Regions from separate parts of the Gossypium hirsutum genome. Here region 2 is linked to region 1. A link is a contact called in public Hi-C data. All regions are on one chromosome and are shown on one strand. Each heading gives the region's core, a stretch centred on a gene start, on an enhancer-like site or on the middle of the called end of the contact. The rest is flanking DNA. Distances are from core to core; before and after follow the strand shown. Region 1 holds the start of LOC107955337. Region 2 has its middle 14 kb from the start of LOC107941028.

Region 1 (6,666 bases), core at 1,482-3,981:
GATATTACAATAATGATGACATCTGTTCTTAGAAAATTATGGTGCAAGAAAAAAAATTTATGCATGATTCTTTATCCTTGAGGCTTAATTTTGTCTCTAACATCCAATAAGTTATAAAATAACAAAAACAGAATAGCGAAATTAAATATTACTTAAGGCTAAGTGTGTTTTTCACTAAACAAACTGTCACAATTAACACATTACTTACAGAACAAGTTATATTTTTTCATAACATTACAATTTTCAAAAAAAAAAAATGTTTGTTCGTAACCTATCTTTTTTGAAATTTTATTTATTCAAATGAATTTTTTTAGATGCAAACATATGTGTTGAAAATGAAAATTATTTTTGTTTCAAATTCTATAAAAAAAACTAATGGTTAGAATTGGGATTAAAAAAAGTGATTTTATTTTGTAAATTATCAAATTTCAATTTTCCCTCACACAATAACTGTCCACTATTCTCTCACCCCTTCCACGATTTCTTTTTCTTCCCTTTTGTTTTTCCTTTGTTCTTGTTTTCTTCTTTACTTTTGGGTTTTCTTTCATTCCTTTTTGGTTTGATTTTTGTTTGCTCTCGTTAGTTCTTCGTGGGGGTACGTTTGACTCTCTGTTTTCGATCATAATTCACTAAAAATTGTAAGTTACATCGATTTTTTTTTTGTTATGAATAGCTTTAATTCATTTGTTGTGCAAGATTGAGTTTTGTATTAGTTTTCATCCCACACCATGTTAAGTGCTTTCATGGTTTTCTTATTAGGCGAAAGGGGTGTGAGTTTAAATCCTCTAGTGGAATAATTGTCGTTTTGGTCACTGTTTCTGTGGGGTGAGTTTTCGAATGTTGTTTAGGGGTTGTTTCTTTAAAGAAAAGGGTGCATTTGAGTAATATTTTGCAGTTAAACTTATGTTGTAATTGAGCCATTCAAATGTTGTATGTAGGATTCAAAGTGTAATATTCATGTGGGTTATCAGATATAACATCAGGTGTGTGAAACTAACCCGATTTACCAACTAAAACTTAAGAAAATACAAAACAGGGGATATTTTTTGAATCTACCTAGTGCTACACAGTCGTGTGTCAAGCCGTGTGGTGGACTATGTATGCCACATGGTCGTGTGGTAGGTGGTGTGAAGCACACAATCATGTGTGTTTTTCAGCCCGTCTGGCTTGACCGAGTGGAGCTCATGTGAAACTTTATAGACCATGTGGGTAGGCTGTGTGAGTAGGCAGTGTGGGTCTTTTTGACAAATTTTTGGGCCCTATTTAGGACCATTTGAAGGACTCAAAATTTGGGTCTGTAGGCATTGCATGGGGCCAAAAAAGCATAAGTTTTAGTATGTAATAATTTATGGATAATCATAGGAGGTTTGTTAAATAAGATATGTTATCATTAAATCATATGCTAAGTTATTATCTATATGAAAGCATGTGTATGTGTATGCATGCCATATGTTATGTGATATATGCATGTATGATATATGACTATGATATCTATGTGTTCTGGAGGGTGGGATATGATATGATGGAGGAAGTGTTCTATGGCAGTTTATACTGCAATTATGGTTGCTAGACCGCAAATTTGTGTATAGCAGCTCAATTGCAATTATATGAGTGACACACCACCACATATTGATGTGATTGGATGTAAAAACTCTTGTAGTCCTATATGGTGTGTTTGGTTGGTCGGTGTTGGTGTGTAATGGATGGGGTAAGATCTGTATTTGCATTTGTTCTAGTCTGACATGACATTCTGATATGATATATGTGTTTTTGAAATATGACATAATAAAAATTTCGTTCTGATATATGTTTTTGAAATTTTGCAATATGATAAGCTTTGATACGTTTTATGAAATTTTGCGATATGATAAGCTTCGATTCGATTTGATTAATGTTTTTGCAAAACACATAAGGAAATTTTGTTGTGGGCTGGGCCACACATTGGGCTTCCAACTCATTTGTTTATTTAATAAATTTTAGGTGAACTTCCGATTTAGGATCGTATGGCATGCAGGAGTTCGAATTGTTTTCTCCACTAATTGAATATGGTAATTCACACTAGTAATTTTTCTGGACTTTTGGGACTATAATATGTTTTTGGGCTGTGTTTTGGTTTTTATTTTGATCATCAATTTTTGATATTTTTGAATGTAAACTAAATCACGCAAATTAACAAATTGGATTCTGGTTTCCAAAATTAAAATTCTAAAAAATTTTCTACTGCGGTCTTTTTGTAAATAAATAAGTAAATAGTTTTTAACGAATGTCTGACTTTAAGCTAGAGGATTTGCCAAAAATTAATATTTTCAAAATACCCAATTTTGAATTCGAAATCTGGGTTTGATAGGTGTTTTTGTACTAATGTTTCTTTTCCTAGATGTATGTGAAAGTTTTTGTCAAAATTTTACCCTTTCAAAACGCACTTTAAGTTTGACTTTATCAAAAGTTCTTTATCAAGCTAATGTAATCTTGTCAAACTCGGCCATTACATCTAGGCTGAATTTAGGGTGTTATTCTTAAGAAAAAAAAGTTTCATTTTAATAAAAATAAAATATTTAGACTAACTAACGATATTATAAAACTTGAGTTATCAAATTATGTAAAAAATTAAATTCATAGAGATTAAATCTCAAATTTAAGTATAATATAAGGATCAAAATTTTAATCCATTGTTATATATTTAAAAAATAAAAAAATGTATTGGACAAGTGTCAAATAAAGATACCTCATGACATTCCAATTAAAAATAAAATACTTCATGCAACTCTAAATACACTTGATATGCTCTCAACTTTGCAAAATTTCGATAACGGTGAGGAGGGAGTCGCTCACCCCGACGATGATCGAAATACCAAAAAAGTAAGGTTTAAAGGGAACGGTGGTGATGAAGACACTTCTATGGCTGTGGATCACGAATCACAAACAAGTATGACATGGAAAGAAAAATTGCTGGGGGGCTACGATGTTGCTTCCAAATCTATTCGTGATGGGTCTTCCGCAGATAATGAGAATGAATTTGAACTATTTGAAGGGGACGTCAATATGTCCATCATTGACGGGATTCCTGCTATCAATTTTTCAGATCGTGTAAAGGAAATCCTATTCAAAGAAATGGAATTGACTATCATTGTTAAACTTCTAGGACGAAATATCGGTTACAACGCACTTCATAATCACATCCTTTTCCTTTGGAATCTTGTAAATTCTATTAAGATTGTGGATATTGCTAATGGATATTTTTTGGTGAAATTTCAGGATCCTAACGATTATAATAGAGTTTTATCTCAGGGTCCATGAACAGTTTATGGCCAGTATCTGACCGTACAACCATGGACTAAACATTTCAGCCTCTTGCAACCTTACCCGAGTGTTGTGCTAGCGTGGATACGATTGCCTAATCTCCCGGGATATCTTTATAAATGGAAGATCATCGAAGCCATCGGGGGCCTCATTGGAAAGGTGGTAAAATTGGATGTGCAGACTGACAACCAAACCAGGGGTTGATTTGCTAGGTTAGCCGTGTACCTTAGTCTTGATAGACCGTTGATTTCGTAGGTCCTTGTTGACGAAATTGCTCAACATGTTGAATATGAAGCCCTCCCGACTGTGTGCTTTACTTGTGGCAAGTATGGTCACGTAAAAGAGATGTGTAATTCGGTTGTGTCAAGCCAAAACCTCACGAGACTAGCGAATAAGACAGACAAACCTCAAGCCGAACTAATGACCGTGGCGGTCTCTACTCCGGTGGACAGCACAGGTAGGGAAAAATAAAATTCTGATAACAGAGAGAAGGGCCCAGAATTTGGGCCATGGATGTTCGTAGAGAAGAAGGCTTCACAGTGAGGAAAGAAAGATTCCACGGCGGGGATTTTGGCAAGGCAATCTAAACATCCATCTGGATCCAGATTCGCAGTGCTATCAGAGGGAAAAGATTCAATCACGAAATTTGGGCAGGATTTGTTCATGGAATCGGGACAGAATTCAAACATTAAAGCTGGACAATCGGCTGAAGGATTTTTAGGGGTTTCTTTAAATGGTGTTTCGGCCGCAAAGTTAAAGAGATTAGATTCTAAGGACATTAAAGGAGTCAACAATTCTTTTATGGTTACAGGCTAAAGGAAAATCAAGAATTTGGGCCTTTCTAACGAACCCGATTTGAAGGAATTATTGGGAAATAATGTGAATAACTTTATGGGCCAAAAATCCAAAGTTTCTTTAGACAAAAAAATTAGAAAAAAGGCTTATGGGGTTAGAGGATGACGTAGGTAAAAATAGGGAAACTTTTGATAATTTCTCTAATCCTAACTTATACACTCCTGGCAGGTTCAAAACAGATGCATTTATTTAAAAATGTTTCTGTGGGAGACGCTATTAACCAAAACAAGTTGGACGCTAAAATGCAGGAGAACAATGAAGCTAGAGTTTTGGAAACAATTAAATCACATTACAACCTTGTTTTTTATGAATCCGAGGGTTTCATAGTACCTATATCAGAAAACACTCTCGATCCAGGTAAGCACTCTACTGTTAGTTTTGATAAAAATATTAATTTTATGCAGCAGGATAATTCGAAAACAAAGTTTGTGGAATTTCTGGAATTGGGTCCAAATTCAAAGTCTAATGGTCCCAAAAAGAGAAGAAATGGTGGCAGAGAAAATGACAGTCGAAATTCTAAAAAGACTTATTTTGCCCTACGAGGTAGAGGGAATTGTTTTAAATCTCCTGGAAACACGTGTGTTCCTCTAGCTGAGTCTATGGTGGCAATGGCAGAACTTTTATCTTCTCAAGTTCTAGGCGTGAATTCGAATGTCGAGGTTGATGGTGCAAACTCAAAATCAGATTGCAGCATTGATCCTAAAACCAGGTATGATACATTTTCTATTAATTTTTTAATGAATATCACTATCTTTTTGTGGAATTATCAGGGTTGTGCAAACGTTAAATTCCCTAGAATTTTTCGGGAATATAACACAGAGTATAAACTAGATATTGTTAGCTTGCTTGAACCGAGAGTTAGTGGCTACAGGGCTGACAACATTATATCTAAGTTAGGATTTCAATTTTCCCACCGTGTAGAGGTAATTGGTTTCTCAGGGGGTATTTGGTTAAGATGGCGGGATTCTGTTCGTCTCGAAGTAATTTGTAGCCATCCGCAATTCATTTTGTCTCGATTTTGGTACTTGTCTGCATCGCATCCAATCTTTATCGCTTTTGTCTATGGTAGCCCTAATAGATAGAGGCGCCAACTTCTTTAGAATGAGCTGAAGAATTTTATATCTCGTGGCCAGCGCTCTTGGATTGCTATTGGGGATTTTAATGCAATCCTATCCTCTTCTGAGAAATCCGGAGGCCTTTCAAGGGGAAGGAGGTGCTCGTATTTTGGTGACTTTATTACTTCTGCTGAACTCCATGACTTAGGGTTTAGAGGACCTCTCTTTAATTGGCACAGGGGGTCTCTTTTTGAAAGGTTAGATCATGCTCTGGGAAATGAAGCCTGGCTACGAAATTTTCCTGATTGTATGGTTACTCACCTCCCAAAGATTAAATCAGATCATCGTTCTCTTTTTTTGGTTCTAAATCCAAGTCATTCGCTCCCTAGGGGGAGGCCTTTTAGATTTTTAGCTGGTTGGATTGAACATCCTAATTTTGAGGGCTTCCTTAAAGAAAAATGAGACTTTTCTAGAAATATGGCTGAGACCCTTAGAAAACTCACTCATGAGCTCAAGGATTGGAATAAACATGTCTATGGGCACATTACTACTCGTAAGAGAGATCTCTTCAAAAGAATTGCTAACATACAAAAAGAAAGGGATATTTCTGGCTCCATTCATTTAAACCATGTCGATTTGTCTCTCCGTCAAGAGCTTGAGGATGTTCTTCACCATGAAGAGCTTCTTTGGAAACAAAAAGCAAAGTGTGACTGGTTAAAACTAGGGGACTAGAATACAAAATTCTTCCATACTTGTACTTTGCAAAGGAGGAAAAACAATCGCATTACCTATCTGCAATGCTGAAGAGAATTAGATTTATGATCCGGAGGATATTGAGGGTGAGGCAAAAAAGTTTTGTCAGAAACTATATAGGGAAATTCCTGCTATTTTGGGAAATTTTCCTTCTAGTGGCTTCCCACAACTTGATCCAGTTGACATTAGTTTCTTGGGGAGATCTGTTTCAGATACAGAAATCAAGGAGGCAATGTTTGATATGGCGCCTCTTAAAGCTCCAGGCAATGATGGCTTCCATGCCCTTTTCTTTTAGAAGCATTGGGACATTCTAGGGAAAGCGATTTGTGACTGGGTTTGTAAGGTCTTTGAAGGAAATCCTATTGATTCTGATTTGAATAACACTTTGATCTTTCTTATCCTGAAGATTCAGAATTCGGAAACCTTCAGTCAATTCTGGCCTATCAGCCTTTGTTATGTTCTTTACAAGTTTACGATGAAGGTAATTGCGAATAGATTTAAACATATTTTCCCTAAAATTATTGCTCATGAGCAGGTTGGTTTTATTGCTGGGAGAAACATTAATGAAAACATTATCTTAGCTCAAGAAGTGATCCACACCATGCGAAGTCAGAAGAAACAGAAATGGATGGCAATCAAAATTGACTTGGAAAAGGCTTACGACAGAGTTAGTTGGGAGTTCATTGAAGCTTCTCTTCGAGTG
Region 2 (6,666 bases), core at 1,793-4,292, 100 kb before region 1:
TATGGTAGTAGAGTTACATGTGCTTGAAGTGATCACTACATTAGAACAATGTAAAAGTGTAGATAAGCTAATAAGAGAAGTTTAAGATTATAGGATGAGATTGGGTGATTGCATCATCCAACATCTTATTACGATGAATCATATGATATAAGAGGTTGTTTGGAAAGGGCATGAAATGATTCAAGAAGATAAAATACAATATCTCACTTTGAAGGGCACTTTTATATATGTGGAACAATGAATGCTCTTGGATAAACTTTGGAAAAGTTGAAGGCATAAACATATAGAAACTTAGTTAAATGATTTGTAGCAATTGTAGCATATTATGGTGCAAGAAAGACTATAATGTCAAGTATCGAATCATAAAGATGCAATAAGAAACAATTGGTTCTTGGAGCACCATGGTTGAGCAAATTCTATATTGAGAAGCTACTAGGAAGTTTGTAAACTCTATCGCTATTTTGGAGGAGGAAATTAAGGAAGACCCAAAAATAAACTCAAATTGGAATTTGAGGGAAGATTTAGGAGATGAGTTGGACTTAAAAGTGGAAGGAGATCTCAAGGAATACCTGGACATATGAAATGGGTGAAAATTATATTAAGATTTGACATTGTAAATAGAAGAAATGAATTAATAAAAAAAGAGATAGTTTTACTTTCTTTTTTTAAAAAAGTCAAATTACTAAATTAATTTTATAAATATATTGCAGTTAATGTAATTTTTAAATAATTCTTAAGTTTTTTTAAATGATAAATATTTTTCAATTGAATGGGTGTTACTGAGTTGAGAAACTCAATAAAAAATATTATATATATTATTATTTAAGCTTCTGATTGAGTTGGTGTCACCATCAATAGTGTCATCAATTTAGTTAAGAAGTTACGAAAATATACTTTTTGTAATTAAAATAAGTAATATTATTTGATGGTATTCTAGTTTTTTTACTTTAAAACACTAATAAAAATATGCATAGGATGGGATTTAAACCCACTCAATTGCATTAGTAAAACATTTAATTTATCATTTAGCTAAAGCATTATTTTGATATTTTTATACATTTTAATTTTATTATGCACACTTTATATGTTTCAATATTTATTGTATGTTATTTTTAAAAACACATTTGCGTTCTAAATTTATGGTTATCACACTTGTAGGATTTCTTTAAAATATAGAAATTTAATAGTGAGTTTTATTTTCACTAACTTGATGCTTTTTTTATGTGCTATAGAAAAATTACAATACCATGATTAAAACTACCCATAATTCCTCCCAACCCATAAATAGGAGAATAATGTGCTTCAGCGTACTCAAACTCACGTCTTCCTATATTAGCAACAATATCCCAATCGAATTAAAACTCAATTGATCATTATATGTTATTTTTAAATACGCATTTATATTCAAAATTTATGATTTCCACTAAAGTGATAAGATTTCTTATCCTATCTTTTTATTATCTTGAAATAAACCTAGGTATAGCAGTAATCATCGCAGGTTAATGCGAAAAAAGAATGGACGGTGTGAAATTTTTTATTACCTCTTTTTGAAAGAGTTTCAAGTTTGAAAGCATTAGCTAGTATTTCATGAAGAAAACAAAAATAGTTAAACCAAGTTTGACTACTGGATAGAACAAGCAAGGATGGTTCATCAGATAATTTGTGTAGAAATAGAAAGCTAAAATTAGAGCTCATCACGGCCCAATTCATGCGATCCCACATCCCACATGCAATCATCCGTTTCAGTCAAATGTGGAAATTTATATATATACTGGACAGGAATATTTTAGTACACAAACAACATCGGATTATCTTTATAACCCCCATAGAGAGTTCATCCTCAACTTGAAATATTTATATTGCACTCCCATCTTGGTTCCATTTACCGAAAATTAGGGTACAAAAGGACAGTTAAATAATCCGTCAAACCAAAGGCTGTCAAATTGTCTCATGCTATGACCTTGGCACCTACACTCCTGTCAATACAGACTAAAAAGCCAAGATTTAGGAAGTTGCAATTCCAAATCATGTTTGAATTTTGGCATTTAAAACCCAAAATCCAACTGTTTGCCGACCACTTTTTAGTCTTTTATCCTCTCTTTATTCTCTCCCTGTACTTCTTATTGTCTCTTTACTTAGCCACACCTAGCATTTAAATCCCACAGACATTCATTACATACATTTATATATCTGGGTTGAAAGAGAGCAATCAAAACAGAGGCAGGGTGATGAGCTAAATATCTTGGAAGCGAGTCTCTGCAATAGATGGTGTGTTGTTTGTGAGCCAAAGATTGAACTGTAAGTGATCATTTGTACTGATTTTTTTCTTCTTCTTTTTTGCTTTGAATAGCCAAGTCTCATTGATTATGGAGTCATGATTGAATGGTATTGTAAGTGTGAGATGAAACAATGGAAATGATCTGCCTGGCTCCCTGAATGCCAACTATGAATGGTGTCAAATAAGCGGTGTTGTGTTGTTGGCCCTTTCCTAGTTGGCATCTGAGGACTCAGGCAGGTCTATCCTTTTTATCATCTTTTCACTTATGCATGGAGAAACAAGAGGAGAGACCAAAGGGCTGGGCCTCCTGCTGATCTACCTTCAACCCATGACATAACTGGCCATACAATGACAGACACTAGTTTGTAATCTTATACACTCATACGTGGAGCGGTTCGTATTGTTCAAGCTACTTTTTGTATGCACCTTTGAATCAAAGAAGCATAATCTTTTTAATATATTCTTTTAAAGATGATCATAAACTCAACCGAATGCACTTCATCAGTTCCTTTTTTCTATTAAAGGACTAGATTCCAAACATTTCCTTTTCTCCCAGGAGCCATTAATTGTACGGATGGTGATTGGTGTTTTATTTATTGTAAAATATTAAATAAAATTATAATATGAACTTACATAATAGTAAAATGAAGAGGAGAACGGGTTAGGGTAAAATTACATTAACACCCTTGAATTCGCAACGTCAAGACATGGGACAACCTTAAAGTCGGTTGGTTCCCGCCAAAAGCATGAACCCCGGGGAGGTGCCAATGTCACCCCCACCTCCTCACTCCTCGCCCGCCATGTGTCCCGCGTACCACCTTCTCCTGCCACGTACCTTCTTTTCAGCTGTTCTAATTTTAATATAACAAACTCCTGTACCTTTGAACTATGTCTAATTGTCTATTACACACATTTGAAAACGCAGAACATTTTTTTCTTTCCATTATTGCCCTTCAAATATCTCTAAAGCCTTATTGCAAGCAAACAAATGGAGGTTCCCTCGGGGTTGTTGGCTAAACTCTGGAGCTTCGTTTCATTTATTCCCTTCTTTTCTTTACTCTTTATCCTTGGCCATCTCAAAGGTAAATTATAAACAACAACAACAACAAAAGACCCGTATTTAAACGCTAAAATGAATGGTTAGATTAGTGATTAGTGCAAAAATGGGTGTTTTATTTAGTTTTTGCAAATATTTTTGGTTCTGTTAACAGTTGCAATCATCGGTCCAGTAGCGGTGGCAATTATTGGGAGCGGGAATTCAGCAGTGGTGATCGGGCTTTGGCCAGCACATTTTATATAGACTTACTTCTCTGTGTTAACATTAATGGAAGACAATTAATAATGGTTGCCATTAACATTAATGGGAGACAATCAATAATGACAACCACCAACTTTGGAAAAGTGGCAAGGGATAATTTTTTTTTGGGCTTTGAGATAATGGGCTATTTATTGTTTGGTCCTTAAACCTCAACTATAAATAGGCCTTCTCATTTCTCATTTCAATTCATCCCAACCAATCTTTCTCTCTTAGTTTTCTCTCTTCTCCCATTTGAAAATTCTTAAGGAATTCTATTTGTTTGTAATACTTTGGAGATAGTAAAGTTATCATCTGGTGTTAGTGCCCGAGGACGTAGGTATAATTTACCGAACCTCGTTAAAACTCTTGTGTTCTTTCTTGTCCTATTTTTCTTTCAATATTTGAGGGTATAATAGTAGTATTTAATTGTGCTATTAAATTACTATAGAAGGGATATTCTGTCTAAGGAAAGACTTGGTATTTAAGAGATCCATGTGATCCACCTCTCTTCCCTGGGAATTGAACTTTGTGTGATTTTTTAGTACAATAATTTACACGCTTCCGACCCTATTGGAACAACAAGTGGTATCAGAGCCGAAGGTTAATCGTAGTATGCTCTGTGGTTGCAGTTTAAACTGATCTTCCACATCAGAAAAGATTTCCTTAGGTATATTGAAAGATTATGGAGAAAACGGTCGGTGTAGGAGCTTCAACATCGTCCATGTGGACAAGACCGACAATTGCAAATGCAAGATTGGTCGTGGAGATCTTTGATGGCACGGGCCATTTTGGTATGTGGCAAAGTGAGGTTCTAGATGCCCTTTTTCAGCAGGGTCTAGACATTGCCATTGATGAAGAGAAACCAGATGATGTACAGGAGAAAGATTGGAAGACGATCAATCGGTTGGCATGTGGCACAATTCGATCATGCTTTTCTCGAGAGCAGAGGTATGCTTTTTCAAAGGAGACTTTTGCAAATAAGTTGTGGGTGGCACTTGAAGAAAATTTTTTGAAGAAAAACAGTCAAAATAAGCTCCACTTGAAGAAAAGACTGTTTCGCTTCACATACGTCCCAAGTACCACAATGAATGATCACATCACCAAATTTAATCAGTTAGTCACTGATTTGCAGAATATGGATGAGACATTCAAAGATGAAGATTTGGCTTTGATGCTGTTGGGGTCACTTTCTGAGGAGTTTGAGTTCCTCGAAACTACTCTACTTCATGGCAGGAGTGATATATCTCTGAGCGAAGTCTGTGCGGCCTTATACAGTTATGAACAGAGAAAGAAGGACAAACAGAAAAACTCAATCAGAGATACAGAAGCTTTAGTAGTCCGAGGTCGTTCATACACTCGGAAGAAAACTCAAAAGGGGAGATCAAAGTCAAAGTCCAGACTCGGGAAAGATGAATGTGCTTTTTGTCATGAGAAAGGCCACTGGAAGAAAAATTGTCCAAAGCTGAAGAATAAGGGAAAAGCTGCTATAGATGCTTGTGTTGCTAAGCATGATACTAGTGACTCTGAACTATCACTGGTTGCATCATCATCGTCGTTCCATTCAGATGAGTGGATATTGGATTCGGGTTGTACCTATCATATATCCCCTAACCGGGAGTGGTTCTCTGATTTAGTAGAACTAAATGGAGGAGTTGTTTATATGGGCAATGACAATGCCTGTAAAACTGTTGGGATAGGTTCAATCCAATTAAAGAATCAAGATGGATCAACCAGAGTTCTGACTGATGTTCAGTACGTGCCCAGTTTGAAGAAAAATCTCATCTCATTGGGAGCCTTGGAATCCAATGGTTCAGTTGTTACTATGAGAGATGGGATTTTGAAAGTGACATCTGGCGCACTTGTGATATTGAAGGGCATCAGGAAAAATAACTTGCATTACTACCAAGGTAGTACAGTTATTGGAGCAGTCGCTGTAACTTCCGGCAACAAAGAATTGGACTCAATACAGTTGTGGCATATGAAGTTGGGACATGCCAGCGAAAAATCCTTGCAAATTCTGGCAAAGCAAGGATTGTTGAAAGGTGCAAAGGCTTGCAAATTAAAATTTTGCGAGCATTGTGTTCTGGGAAAGCAAAAGAGAGTGAAATTCGGCACTGCTATCCATAATACAAAAGGTATTTTAGAATATGTTCACTCAGATGTGTGGGGGCCTTCCAAGACACCTTCATTGGGAGGAAAACACTACTTTGTTACTTTTGTTGATGACTTTTCCAGAAGAGTTTGGGTGTATACCATGAGAACTAAGGATGAAGTGCTTAGAGTTTTTCTTAAATGGAAAACTATGATCGAAAACCAGACTGGCAAGAAAATCAAGCGGCTTAGGACGGACAATGGAGGGGAATATAAAAGTGATCCGTTCTTCGATGTGTGCCAAGAGTATGGTATTGTTCGACACTTCACAGTTAGGGATACACCACAGCAGAATGGATTGGCAGAGCGTATGAATCGAACATTGCTGGAGAAAATTCGATGTATGTTGTCCAATGCTGGGTTGGGCAAGCAATTTTGGGCTGAGGCTGTGACATACGCTGGCCATCTTGTTAATCGTTTGCCATCATCTGCATTAGAAAGAAAAACTCCTATGGAGGTATGGTCTAGAAAACCGGCTACAGATTATGATTCCTTACATGTGTTTGGAACCACTGCATATTACCATGTGAAGGAGTCAAAGTTAGATCCGAGGGCAAAGAAAGCTCTCTTTATGGGAATCACTTCTGGAGTGAAGGGATTTCGTCTTTGGTGCTTAAGCACAAAGAAAATGATCTGTAGCAGAGATGTTACCTTTGATGAATCTGCCACATTGAAAAATGTAGCAGATAAAGATATTCAAACGAGCAATACTCCACAGCAGGTGGAGTGTACTCCAAAACAGGTGGAGTTTGAGCAGATGGGGATTTGCCCAGTTAATAAGTCTAATTCTCCAGCCACAATGGAGGAATTAGAGGTTAAAGAGGTTCTGACCCAAGAACCACTAAGTACATCAGAACCAGTTGCAGTTGCAAGGCCACGGAGAGAAATTCGTAAACCTGCTCGATTTACTGATATGGTGGCCTACACCCTTCCCGTTGTT

What was found. Hi-C and Micro-C count contacts between places; a contact is called where the count stands out from the background.
Region 2: a Hi-C map of leaf shows a contact between it and region 1, with 3 times the contacts expected there. The contact joins the enhancer-like site here to the promoter of LOC107955337 in region 1.

What each region holds. Positions count from the first base shown.
Region 1 is chrA07:92,084,952-92,091,617 of Gossypium_hirsutum_v2.1, reverse strand. LOC107955337 reads left to right here and starts at 2,731. Exons shown (of 2, transcript XM_041116614.1): 1 at 2,731-6,666. The coding sequence starts at 4,335. The coding sequence ends at 5,237.
Region 2 is chrA07:92,186,142-92,192,807 of Gossypium_hirsutum_v2.1, reverse strand. It overlaps the pseudogene LOC107941027. Among protein-coding and RNA genes, the nearest start is that of LOC107941028, 14 kb to the right of the region's middle. Within about 2 kb of position 3,042, at least 3 of the 9 cell types and tissues checked have an H3K27ac peak or open chromatin away from gene starts, as enhancers often do. A contact at or near this core is called in leaf, where this site is marked.